Regions from separate parts of the Sus scrofa genome. Here region 2 is linked to region 1. Evidence: chromatin contacts called from public promoter capture Hi-C data. All regions are on one chromosome and are shown on one strand. Each heading gives the region's core, a stretch centred on a gene start, on an enhancer-like site or on the middle of the called end of the contact. The rest is flanking DNA. Distances are from core to core; before and after follow the strand shown. Region 1 holds the start of LY6L (lymphocyte antigen 6L). Region 2 holds the start of PSCA (prostate stem cell antigen).

Evidence for each region. Promoter capture Hi-C pulls out the DNA fragments that hold promoters and counts their contacts.
Region 2: a promoter capture Hi-C map of fetal skeletal muscle shows a contact between it and region 1, with 4 times the contacts expected there. The contact joins the promoter of PSCA here to the promoter of LY6L in region 1. A contact is called at or near these places in 1 of 5 promoter capture datasets (fetal skeletal muscle) and 1 of 47 Hi-C or Micro-C datasets (heart right ventricle).

The regions. Positions count from the first base shown.
Region 1 is chr4:1,296,497-1,302,718 of Sscrofa11.1, reverse strand. It overlaps LY6L (lymphocyte antigen 6L), which reads left to right and starts at 2,534. Exons shown (of 3, transcript XM_021088762.1): 1 at 2,534-3,210; 2 at 3,295-3,411; 3 at 5,460-6,222. The coding sequence starts at 3,030. The coding sequence ends at 5,686.
Region 2 is chr4:1,482,063-1,488,284 of Sscrofa11.1, reverse strand. It overlaps PSCA (prostate stem cell antigen), which reads left to right and starts at 4,040. Exons shown (of 3, transcript XM_021088785.1): 1 at 4,040-5,996. The coding sequence starts at 5,945. All of the region lies in intron 1 of JRK (jerky protein homolog), which reads right to left.

The DNA of each region.
Region 1 (6,222 bases), core at 1,285-3,784:
CGGTCACCATTCCGGGTCATTGTCCAGGAAGAGGCGACCCCCTTTCCTGCCCACCTAGGCCAGACTGTCCTCTCGTTTGCCTGTCTCCCTGCGGCTTCCGACTCGCAATCTCAAGGGCTTGCTGCCTGGAACTTGGCAGGTGAGGCTTTACTTCGGGGCCGGTCTTGCCGTTTTCCTCCATGTCCTTCCTCACGCTCAATACTTCTCATTTCGTGTCTTCTTTTTATTGCCTGTTTTTGTTTTGAGGCGCTGAACGTCTGATGCAAGGTGTTCGTTCATATTTTCAAACGTTTTAATTCAGATAAGGCAGATTCATTCTGCTTCCTAGTTGGTTTTCCGGGACCTTCTTCAAGAGACGGCTTTCCTCTCCCTTCAACCCTTCTCCCTGCAGTGTCTCCCCCCAGGTGGGCGCAGGGGCACCTGCCCGCGCGCGGCCGCCGGGACTCCTGGCGCGATGCCGCCCTCTTCCGGCTGCTCGGGGAAGTGCAGCTTTCCCTGGAGCCCGTGGTCTAGGGTCGCAGTCACAGCAGCTGGCCTGGCCATGCTCCTGACCTGACCGGAAAAATAAAATAAAAAATAAAATAAGCAAATAAAGGGGAGAAAATATGCTCATTGCAATAGAGGCTGAAAAGCCACTGACAAAATCTGACTCAATCCACATAAACCCTCCTTGCAAATCAGTATCAGAAGTGACCTTCCCCACACCCACAAGGCAATGTGTGAAAACCCTATGGCTAAGAGGGCATTTCAAGGTGAAAGACTAGCGCTTCCCCAAGGCAAGGCTGCCTATTTCTGCTCCTTTTACCGGGCAAATAGGCAAGAAAAGAAATAAAAGGCATGCAGATCAGAAAGCAAGAAGTAAAGCTGTCTTTATTTGCAAAAGCATGTTTGTCTACGTAGAAAATCCTGAGGACTCTTCATAAACGTTACCAGCATACACAGGAGACAATAAAAGAAAATTTCTAGGGAGTTCCCATTGTGTCTCATCAGTAAAGAACCCGACTAATGCAGAAAGCACTATTGGAAAGAAAGTGTGAATTTATCATTCTAGCTATGGCTTTGATTTTTATCTTTTTTAGGGTCGCGCCCGCAGCATATGGAAGTTCAGAGGCTAGGAGTCAAATCAGAGCTACAGCTGCTGGACTGCACCACAGCCACAGCAACACAGGATCTGAGGCACACCTGTGACCTACCCCACAGCTGTGGCTATCCTAGGTCTTTAACCCCCAGAGTGAGGCCAGGGATGGAACCCACATCCTCATGGATACTAGTTGGGTTCGTTTCCACTGAGCCACAACAGGAACTCCCTATCTATTTTTTAAAAATTATTTTTGGCTGTGCTTTCAGCAGGCATGTGGAAGTTCCTGGAACAGGGGTTGAACCTGTGCCACAGCAGCGACCTGAGCTGCTGCAGTGACAATGCCAGCTCTTTAACCCGCTATGCCACAAGGGAACTCCTGAATCCATGAATTTAAAAGGGTTCTTGTCTATAAGATCTGTATAAGCCAAATGTATTTATATTAGCAATTAGAAATTCAGAATCTTCAATTTGAAAAAGCCCGCTGAGTTCTGGGCTGCCCGAGGACAAACGCAGCCGCCTATGTCCAATTCTGCTGTTTCTGGCAAGGCAAGGAGTTCAGGTCCACAGAGCCAGGGACCAGGGCCCCACCCTCCCCGTGCCCTGAGCACGCTCAGGAGATGGAGCGACCACAGACGCCACTTACCTTCACGATGAAAAACAAAGGCAAACTTCTGGCAGATCTGACCTTGTACCTGGGGCACCTGCTGGGCAGAGTGGGTATCGCTGGAGAGGCTGGAAGGGAACGGGAGGAAGGAACCAAGGATCTGAGCGAGACAGGCTCAGGCCAAAGCCACCCTCAGAAAGAAACGGTCCGTCTCCTGTATGGGGGTGCTGGGAGCTGGACTGAGAGCTGCGGGTCAGCAGCCTCGCCACGCAGGGGCCGTCGGAACCGCCTGCCTTCTTGGGGAGCAGAGCACCCCGCAGCACCACAGCAGCAACCCGAGCCACAGCAGGGCCAACGCCAGCTCTTTAACCCCCTGAGCCACCAGGGAACCCCTTTTGGGCTTTTCATATGGCACATTTCATTGATTTTCAAGAGGTAAATCAACTCTCCACTCCCTGGCTAAACCCAGACGGCTCGTGGTACCTCCTTTCTCATGTACTGCTGCGCTCGGGTCTGCCCTTGGCTCAAGGTGAGCAGATCCCCAGGAGACAAGGGCTGCTTCCTGCCTCATAAGGCGGTGGTTGCCTTGTCTCTGAGGGGCCACGTTAGCATCTGCAAGCCGCACGGCTTCTCTTCTGAGGGATATGGTGCCATGTACCTTTCTCGATACCACTCCTCTGGCACTGGGTGGAATTGTCCCCCCAAAAGATAGACTCAGTGTCCCCCTTCCCTCCTCCCTTCTCCCCCTTCTCCCCCCTTCCCCCCTTCCCCCCTCCCTTCTCCCCCTTCCCCCCTTCCCCCCCTTCTCCCCCCTCTCCCTTTCCCGCTCTTCCCCATCTGGCCCCGGACCCTTATTTCCCGGGTTCCAGCTCCGCGCCTGGCTCGCGACGCTTCGCTTCTGGAAGGCCCTGCACCTCGGCCAAGCGCCCCCGGCTCTCGGCTCCATGATCCCTCCGCCTCCAAACCGCAGCACCGCCCACCACACCTGCGGGACGTGGCAGCGCTCCTGAGCCTCTGGGGCGGGAGCAGTGTGGTCCCTTGTGCCCGCGGTGTGAACCGGCCCCGTTCCACACGAGTTTGTTACCGGAAGAGAAGGACGCTCCGGAGCTGGTCCGGGCCGAGGCCGGCCCAGGGCATGAACCCACCGGGGAGCCGCCTCCCCCAGGCCTCCTGGACCCCGGGAGCCCCTCCCCTGAGCGGGAGATGCTGAGCGAGGGGCTGGGAGCCCCGCTCCCCCTCCTGCCCTTGGTGGGCCGACTCTCTCCGCAGCCGGGAGGGAAGGTGCAGGGGGAAGGATCAGGCTGAGAGGGAGGTTCCTGAGAACCAGGGTAGGCGAGGCCTCCAATGAGGAGGGTCCATCGGGGACGGAGGCGGGGGAGCTGGGGGCGCCCGGGCGGGGGAGCCTCCTCCTCTGCTCCACCCGCCTCCCCGCAGGCTGAGCCGCCCGGCGTCATGGGACGGCTGCTTCTGGTGCTGTGGGCGCTGCTGGGGTCGCGGGCGTGCGCCGGCGGCGCCGCAGAGCCAGGTAAGGGCCGCCGGGGGCTGCGGGGGCGGCAGGGGCTCCAGGCTGGCGGGGGCGCGGCTCCACCGCGGCGGGTGCTCCCCGCAGGCAAGAACCTGAGCTGCTACCAGTGCTTCAAAGTGAAGAGCCTGGGGTCCTGCAGGCCCGCCGCCTGCGCCTCCGCCGACGAGGTCTGCGTCTCCAACACGGTGATCTTCGTCCGGAGTGAGTCCCCGGCGAGCGCGGAAGGGGCTTCTCGGTGACTCGAGCCGAATCTTTGGGGGGCTGCGGGCAGGGGCGCCCTGAGGCCTGGGGCGCGGCCTCTCCTTCCTCTGCACTCAACCCCGGCCGCTACCTGAGACTCTGAGGTGGGACCATCTTTTTCTCCTTTCCAAATATGAGTTCCTTGGAGTCGCCTTGTGGATCAGCGGTAACTAACCCGATTCGTATCCATGAGGATGAGGGTTCGATCCCTGTACCCGCTCAGTGGGTTAAGGAGTTGCCGCGAGCTGTGGTGTAAGTCGCAGACGCAGCTTGGATCTGGCGTGGCTGTGGCTGTGGTGTAGGCCTGCAGCTGTGGCTCTGACTGGCCCCCCAGCCTGGGAACCTCCATATGCCGGGGGTGCGGCCCTAAAAAGACAAAAAAAAAAAAAAAATCGATCCTTCAACATAACTGCATTAGGAAGTCAGCAGCTGGAGGGCGAGAGGGCAGCCGGGGGAGAGGAGGGTCCCCCCAGGCAGGGGCGCTCCAGGACACTTGCCCACAGGCCACACAGCCACTTGGCTGACTGTAGGGCCTAAGTGGTATTTCACCAGCCAGGCTCCCAGATCCCTAGCGCCTCGGAAACGTCCTCTAGCAAACTGCTAGAAACGCTCTTTTATAAAAGCAAAAAGCCACCCAGAGAGAACCGGAAGTGCTCATGCTCCGCCGGTTGCGCTGGATGGCCCGGGGCCGCCAGCTGGGAGAGCTGCGACCTCTCTGTGTCTCTCTGTGGCTTCAAGACCCAGGGGCCTTGAGCATCCTTCATCCGGGGGGGTCCCCACAATGAACCACGGGAGATCTCCCCTCTTCTGATTTTCCAGCAAAGATACAAGAACGCGCATGTTGGGTGGCAGGGCTTCTGGAGGCAGGACCGGCTCTGATGTATGACCCTGCCTCTGGGGTCCCTTCCAGGGCTGCTCCGCTCAGGGACCAGCGTCACCCCCGCATCGCGAGCATGAGGCTTCCTTTCCGCCTTTACCTTTCTGGCAGGTTTCCATGGCTTTTCAGAGGAATTGTACCATCAGGGAGGCCCAGCCCTCCTCTGCCGCCTGAGGCCCTGGCCCTGCCCCGCACGTGGCGAGGGCATTAACCCTTTCAGCAAACATCGTTTGAACCTTTTCGCCTTCGTTTCATAGCACTGTTTCCTTTCTCTTTGGCTGCCCTAAGTTTTATGTTCCCAATGTCTTGGCCTGGAAGGCTGGGGGGATGGAGACCCCTTATCCAGGGAGCAGGAGTTGCAAAGGGCTTCTTTCAGGGGCCCCCCCGCCTGTGTCCAGCCTTTGCCTCATCTCCGCCCGATCCTCGCCCCGAGCAAAGGACGAGGGGGAGGCAGCTGCCCGAGGTTGGGGGCTTCTGGAGGAGGCTGGCCCGTCTCTTCGTTCCTTGGGGTTGTCCTAAGCCACGTGCGCTGAGCAGCCTCGGATTCGATGCCATCCGTGCGGAGAGCTGTCGTGTCACAGCAGAGTGTGGTTCAGTGTGGTGCAGGGCACACAGCAGATGCGGGACAAGCCAGCACGGCACAGCCAGCCCAGCGCAGGAGAGGTGGCCCTTTTCGGCTACAGCTCGGCTCGCGTTGAGTGTCTTGCCTCCCCCTGATGGTCCCTCACAGGTCCCTGCGCGTCGCCTGTGAGCCTGGCTGAGGCGGCCGGTCCTCCGCTGACCCTCCCTTTTCTGTCTGCCTGGCTTTGCCGCCTTTGCCCATGGTCCCCCAGACCCTGGGCTGCCCGAGTGTCCAGGCCGAGGGTGGCTTCAGGAAAGCGCTCCGACCAGGGCCAGCAGTCCTGGACCTTGTCTTTGCTGTGACCTGGAAGGTGACCTTGGGCAGCCAGGCGCCCGCTGCCACGCGGGGCCCGGCCTGTGAGGGGATCAGGAGGAATTACCCCGCAGCCCTTGAGGAACCAACAATTCTCTGACTCCGAGGTGTGGTCCCGGCCTCCGCTGCCTCGTGGAGGGCACCCCCCACCCCCACGGCTCCTCCGCCGCCCTGGACGCGTTCCCTTCTCTTGCGCAGGACTCGGGGTGGGAGTTCTGCTCAGCAAGCGCTGTGCTCCCAGATGTCCCAACAGCAACATGAAGTCTGCGTGGCTGTCAGGCTCCGGGATGACCCGCAGGGTCGTCAGGCAGTGCTGCTCCGGGTCTCTCTGCAACGGGCCGCCCGCCCGGCAGGGGCGTCTCTGGGCCTCGTCAGGGGGGCTCCTGCTCCCCCTGGGCCTCAGCCTCCTCTGGGCGACGTGGTGAGAGCTCCTCCGCCCACCCCGCAGCCCAGCCTGTCCTCCCACCTCGGGCCTGCCTCCCCCCCTCTTGGGATTCTGGGCGGGAGGAAGCGCCGTCCCCTCGCCCTGGACCCGGCCACCTCTCCCGTCCCCGGCAGGGCCCCTTCGCTGACACATCCCGGGGCTCAGCCTGGCTCCCCGTGGGGGAGAGCGACGCCTGCCCTGAGTGGACGGCCCCGGGGCCCTGTGTCGGGTAGGAGGAGCCCGGCAAGGTAGAGGGTGGCCCAGCCCCAGCTCTGGCTCTGACCGGCTCTGCGGTCTTGGTGCCTCCACCCCCGCCATCTGGGCCACCTCTGTCGGTGGCCACCTAAGTCATCGGCCCAGGCAGAGAGGTGCGGTGGGACCACAGCCTTCACCTCCCAGAGACAATAAAGTCATTGCTTGGCTGTGCCCCCTACTGCTTCTTCTCTGTTTCCAGCCACCGCATCCAGACTGCACCCTCCGGCCAGCTCCCGCAGACCGCTGTGGGTGTGCCGGCCAGGGCTGGAGGGGTGGACAAAA
Region 2 (6,222 bases), core at 2,791-5,290, 180 kb before region 1:
GGGATCGGTGAGGGTGTGGAAACATGGGGGTGCGCCCCGAGAATGTCCTGGAGGGAAGGCAGTTAGCTACCCAGGCAAACCCCCTCCCTCGCGGGCGCAGATGCGGGGCCCCCGGGGCGAGGCAGCCCGAAGCTGGAAGAAGCCTCAGGTCAGGGGAGAGGCTTGTTTCGAGAGCGCTCCTCTGCCAGAGACACGTCTGGGGCAGAAGGGCAAAAACCAATGAGAAAAGAAAGCAGCGAAGCCTCAGGCCGGCGCCTTCCGGGGGAAGGCAGCTCCGAGGCCGGTCCTTCCTCGGGCGGAAGCCACCGCCAGGTTCGAAGGGGGGCTGTGAGGGACCAGCTCGTTTCGGGGCCCCCGGGGACGCTCCAGCACCAGCAGCTCGAACCCGGGCCTCGGCCGCGCGCGCAGCGGCCCCGTGGGCGCTGCGGGCCGAGCAGGGCCGCCCCCACCTCCCAGGTCCGCACCCCACTCACCTGCGGCCCCGCTCCGCCGCCGCTGGCCGGAAGTGCGCCGCCCCGCCCCCGTCGGTCCGCGCCGCTCCGCCTCCCCGGCCACTTCCGGGACGCTCTAGGCCGCCCGGACGACTCGGCGTCTCGGTGGCTCCCGGGCCCGCGGCGTCCAGGGGCTGCGGCTCGGGGATGGGTCCAGCGCTGGGCCGAAGGAGCGGGGCCTCTTGTCCTGGGCGAGGGTGGCACGAGGGCAGCGTCGGCTCGGCGCTCCTGATGGGAGAAGGCGGGGCGCAACGGCCCGCGCTCTGTTCCTCTGGGGCCTCAGCATCCACACCTGCGTAGATGCCTTGAAGCGTGAGACTTGAAACTTCTGAGCTGAAGAGGCTTGGGTGAGACTCAGACTTGAGTGATGCTGTAATGAGTTGAGACTCTTGGAGGCTTGGGATGGGCTGAGTGTATTTTGCTTGTGGGCCAATCTGAATCTTTAGAGACTGGAGGAGGCCTGTAATGGGCTGAGAAGGGCCCCCTCCCCCAGCCAAGGGCGTCCAGGCCCGAGTCCCCAGGACCCGTGACTGGGTCACCTCACGTGGCAACAGAGACTTCGCAGATGCAATTAAGTTACAATTCTTGGGAGGGGCGAGGGTTCTGATTATCAGGATGGGCTCAGGGTCCTCAGAGGAGGAAGGGGCACAGAAGCGGGAGAAGGATGTGATGATGGAGGCGGAGGGAGATGTGACGGCTGACACAGGGTGGAGTGTGGGCCTTGAAGATGGAGGAAGGGGCCCAGAGCCAAGGGATGCAGGACCTCTGGGAGCTGGAAGAAGCAAGGAGCCATGCAGAAAGGAACCGGCTCTGCTGACATCTTCATTAAAATACATCAGACGCGGAGTTCCCGTCGAGGCGCAGTGGTTAACATAATCCGACTAGGAACCGTGAGGTTGCGGGTGCGATCCCTGGCCTCGCTCAGTGGGTTAAGGATCCTGCGTTGCTGTGGCTGTCATGTAGGCTGGCACCTGTAGCTCCGATTCTCCTCCTAACCTGGGAACCTCCATATGCCGAGGGTGTGGCCCTAGAAAATACAAAAAAAAAAACAAAACAAAACAACAACAACAAAACCCATTATTTAAAAAAATAAAATAAAATAAAATACATCAGGCTCCATCAGACTCACGTCAGACTGCTGACCTCCAGAAATATGAGATAATAAATGCGCGGTGCTTTAAGCCAAGTTTACAGTCCTTTACAGCAGCAACGGGGAACTGAGATAGATTTCACTAGCTCCCTCCCCTTCGGTTCACTTTCTACCCTGGGCTCCCAGGACGCTCCCTGGTCCTCCTTCCTCAGCCTCCCCTGCCGATTCCCAGCCTGCCAGCTTCACACATGAGCTCTTGTCTCTGTCCACACCCACTCCTGGGATCACCTCCAGCCTCATGGCTCTGCAAACCAGCCAAGTCAGGCAGCTCGCAAATTCATGTCTCCTGCCGGGACCTCGACCGCAAACTCTAGACGCCCAAGCCCTACCCAGCGTTCCCACAAAGGCTTCTAACAGGCCCCTCGAGCCCAGCATTTCTAAATCTCAGCTCACACCCCTCCTGCCTAGCCTTTCTCCGTCTCCGTGCTCACCACTGTAGGGATGGGAACGCCACCGCGCCCTCTCTTTGTGACACTCTGCTGCCACCTCGTGGGTACAGGATCATAGGCATCCCCCAGAACCTGCCAGGGGCTCCCCTAGATGCTCCCACCATCATGCTCAGACCCACGGGCCTTGTCTCAAGGACTGAGTCCCCTCTGGCAGAGAGGAGGGACCAGGGAGGGAGGAGGGAAGGCAGAACATCCCCTGGGGCGTCATGAAGCCTGGCACTGCCCCCACCCCCAAGTGCTGCCCCAACGCACAGGCTCAGGCCCCCAGACAGCAACTGACCAATCACAGGAAAGTGTCTCCCAACGTGAAAGGGGTTCCCGGCTGTGGTTTTGCAACTGACATCCCATCTTCCTTTTAAAAAATTGCTCTGGGAGCTCCCGTGGTGGTTCAGTGGTAATGAACCTGACTTGTAACCATGAGGATGCAAGTTCGATCCCTGGCCTCCCTCAGTGGGTTAAGGATCCAGCGTTGCCATGAGCCGTGGTGTAGGTCACAGACGTGGCTCAGATCTGGCGTTGCTGTGGCCTCAGCATAGGCCGGCAGCTGTAGCTCCAATTCGACCCCAAGCCTGGGAACTTACACATGCCTGGACTGCAGCCCTCAAAAGACCAAAAAGCAAAAAATTCTTCTGCATAAAATAGTGGGTTATCCAAAAATGATGTCCATTCAAGCGTGGGTGGGGCCGTGCGGCAGCCCCAGCAAGCCACTGTGCCCTGTAACCCTGTGAGGCGGGGTCTGCTGCTGCCCACCCTGCCTCCCCAGAACCGCCCCCGCCCCCACTGGTCCTCCTGCCCCGGCTTCCCCTTCTGGGGAGATCAGGGAAACTCCCGAGCTATGTGAACAGGCAGGATCTCCAGGGAACGCAACTGGTGGGGGCCACGAAGGAACAGGAAAGTCTGGAGTCCCAGGGGTGGCTGCAGGGCAGAGGAAAGGAAGGGGCTAAGGGTGAGTCACAGCTCAGCCACACCCTCAGCCTGGCCGCCCAGCGGAGACTGCAGGGGCTGCTCTCTGTGTCAGGCCTTCCCGGAAAGCAGGGCCGCCAAAGGGCCCCGGCTCAGTGGGCTCAGGGGGGACTGTGCCAGTGTGTGCCCAAAGCATGAACGGCAGGGGACGGGGCTCAGAGAGGGACCCGGATGTGGGCTCAGTGTGGGACCGGGGACGGGGCTCGGACTTGATCCCAGTGAGAGCTCCGCTTGGGGCCGAGTCAGATGTCACTGTGATCAGCACGGCACTTGAGAGCTGTCTCTCGGGCGTCCGTATTTGAGCTGTGACCACTGGACCGTCTGTCTCCACCTGGGCCGCCACAGCAAAATAGTCAGTCGGGTCGCGTAGACAAGTCATTTTTTCTCACAGCTCTGGGTGCTGGCGGTCTGAGGTCAGGGACCCCCGAGGACGGCTTCCCGCTGTGCACACGGCTCCCTCACTGCACCCCCACGTGTGGAGGGAGAGCTGGTGCCCGTCTTACAGGGTCACCAAGTCCCATCATGGGTCCCCAACTTCACGACCTCATCAAACCCCGATTACTTCCCAGAGGCCAGGTCTCTGAGACCCGCTGGGGGGCAGGGCCTCGCCGTGTGGACAGAGGAGGAGGCGATTCGGAGCACAGCCCCCGGCTCCAGGTTCCCGTCTCCTTCTCACACGCAGGGCGCTCTCTTTTCATCCCAGCAACCCCTAACGCCTTAACTCACCAACACCAACGTCAAAAGCCCAGGTCTGGAGTTCCTGTTGTGGCGCAGTGGTTAACGAATCCGACTAGGAACCAGGAGGTTGCGGGTTCGATCCCTGGCCTTGCTCAGTGGGTTAACGATCCCGTGTTGCCTTGAGCTGTGGTGTAGGTCGCAGACGCAGCTCGGATCCCGTGTGGCTGTGGCTGTGGTGAAGGCTGGCAGCTACAGCTCCGATTTGACCCCTAGCCTGGGAACCTCCATATGCCACGGGAGCGGCCCAAGAAATGGCAAAAAGACCAAAAAAAAAAAAAAAAGCCCAGGTCTCATCTCTACCAGACGTGGTTGAGAGTCGAGATAGGAGTTGTTCTGGCAAATTCCTCTGTGACTGTGAATCCATGAAATCAGACAAGCTACGTGCCCCCAGATACAAGTGGGACCCGCCCGGGACAAACATTCCCATCACAAGGGGACAAATCAGAAGGAAGGGTGGTGGGTCCCACCCCGGCAAAGCAGAGGTCAGGGGCTATTTAGTCTGGAGACGGGTCCTGCCGACTTGGTCCCCTCCCCCCACCACGGCCTGGAGCAGCCTCTTCCCCTGGCTCTGGTCGGTTCGGCCAGACTCAGCCCACAGCCCTGCCAAGGCTCCCTGTGCCCTGCACAGTGCTGAGCAGCAGTCTTGGGCTGCACCCCTGGGAGCCAGGAGCACCCCCGGTTAGAACAACGGAAAATGTCTTTGGGCACAGCCACGTATCCCCTGGCACAGAAACACCCCTGTTTGAGACCTACAGACTCCAGGAATCACTTCATATCAAATCAGATCGACAAACATTTAAGCACCTGTCAATATTTAAAGAATGAATGTTCCAGCCTGGTGCTAGGTGCTAAGAGCCCTGAACACAAACAGATAAGAAGGGCCCCAGTCCAGGGCACCCCAGCCCTGGTGATGAGGGGCAGACAGACAGCCCCACATGGAAACAGTGAAATCATAAATGTTTTACTTTCCACGTGAGGCTCTGGAGCCGAGGGGCTGGGGGCTGGGCCTCTTCTGAGAGAAAGTTCCAGGTGGGCAGCAGGCAAGGAAGGGGTGCGGGTGAGGAGCCACCCCCACCCCTGTGTGACCTCAAGCGTGTTCCCCTCGACTCTGGGCCCTGGGATCCGAGGAACGGAGCCTGGCCTGGTGGGAGGAGTAGGGGCCTGGTGGGGGGACCCCGGATCTCCAGCCACCCCAGCCCACCCTGCCCTGTCATCCTGCTCCCGGGCCCGCCCAGCTGGAGCCCCTGGCCCCTGCCTCACTCCTTGGCAACATCCTCCCAGTGTCTGACACACCCTGGACCAGCTTCCAGGGGTAAATCCAGGCGCTGAGGCCGTCCGCAGGGCCTGATCGGCGTCCTCCCGCGGGAGAGGGACTGTCAGCTCCAGAGCCGCGCTGGGGCCAGCAGGCAGCAGGTGTGGCCTGTGCCCGCCAGCTCCCGGCCAGACCCTCCAGAAGCCCAGGGAGGCTGCTGACAGAGGGAGGGTCAGGTTGAGAGAGAAAACAGGGACGACCCCCTGCCCAGGAACCGAGGGACGAGGGGCAGAGGCGGTTACCAGAGGCTGGCGGGAGCCTGCGTGATGGGAGGGGCTCGTCAGGAAAGGGAGCCCCTGCCACCTCGGCCCAGCCGTCAGGGTGAGGCAGAGAGGTGGCTGACCTCTGAACCTCCCCAGCTCAGGTCCTGGCCGGCGGAAGCCTTTATAGGGTCCTTATGGACACAGCCGGGTGGAGAGTGGGTCTGGGGTCCGGGTGGACAGTGTCCAGCCCAGGGCCGAGCTCTGCTAATTGTCTGCCACACTGATCAAGGCCTGTCACCTCCGTGGGACCTTAAGCCTTTTGGTCTTCGAGCCGAGGTGCGCGAAGGAGTGATGGAGTCTGGGGCGCTTGGAGATGGGGGCCTGGGCCTCACCCCGGCCCGGCTGAGACCTGGCCACGGTTGGGAAGTGTGGCCCCTGCCCACGGGCAGGCTCTGTCTTCCAGAAGCAGAAAGAGGACAAAGGGAGAGGAGGGTGTGGCCTGGCGGCTGCTGGACATTTGGAATCTGCCCCACCCCGGCCCTTGTCGCTTAGTGTCGACCGTGGGCAGCCACCTCCCCCGCCCCAGCAGAGCAGTATAAAACCACCCGAGGTCAGCTGCCCGCTGCCTGCCTGTGACCATGAAGCCTGTCCTCCTCGCCCTGTTAGCTGCTGGCTTGGCCCTGCCGCCAGGTGAGACCTCCGCCAGCCACGGGATAGGGCCAGGGGAGCGGGCTGGGCTGTGGACCCCTGGGGGGGGGGTGCAGAGAGGCAGAGAGAGAGGAGGAGGGGGCAGCGGCGGGAAGGAGGAGCCCCGCTGCTCTCGGCGCAGCCAGGGCCCTGGGTCTGTTTCTAACTGTCCCTCCAGTGGGGCCAGGCTGGCTGCTGGAGAGGCAGGCGGACAAGGGTGTGCAGAGAG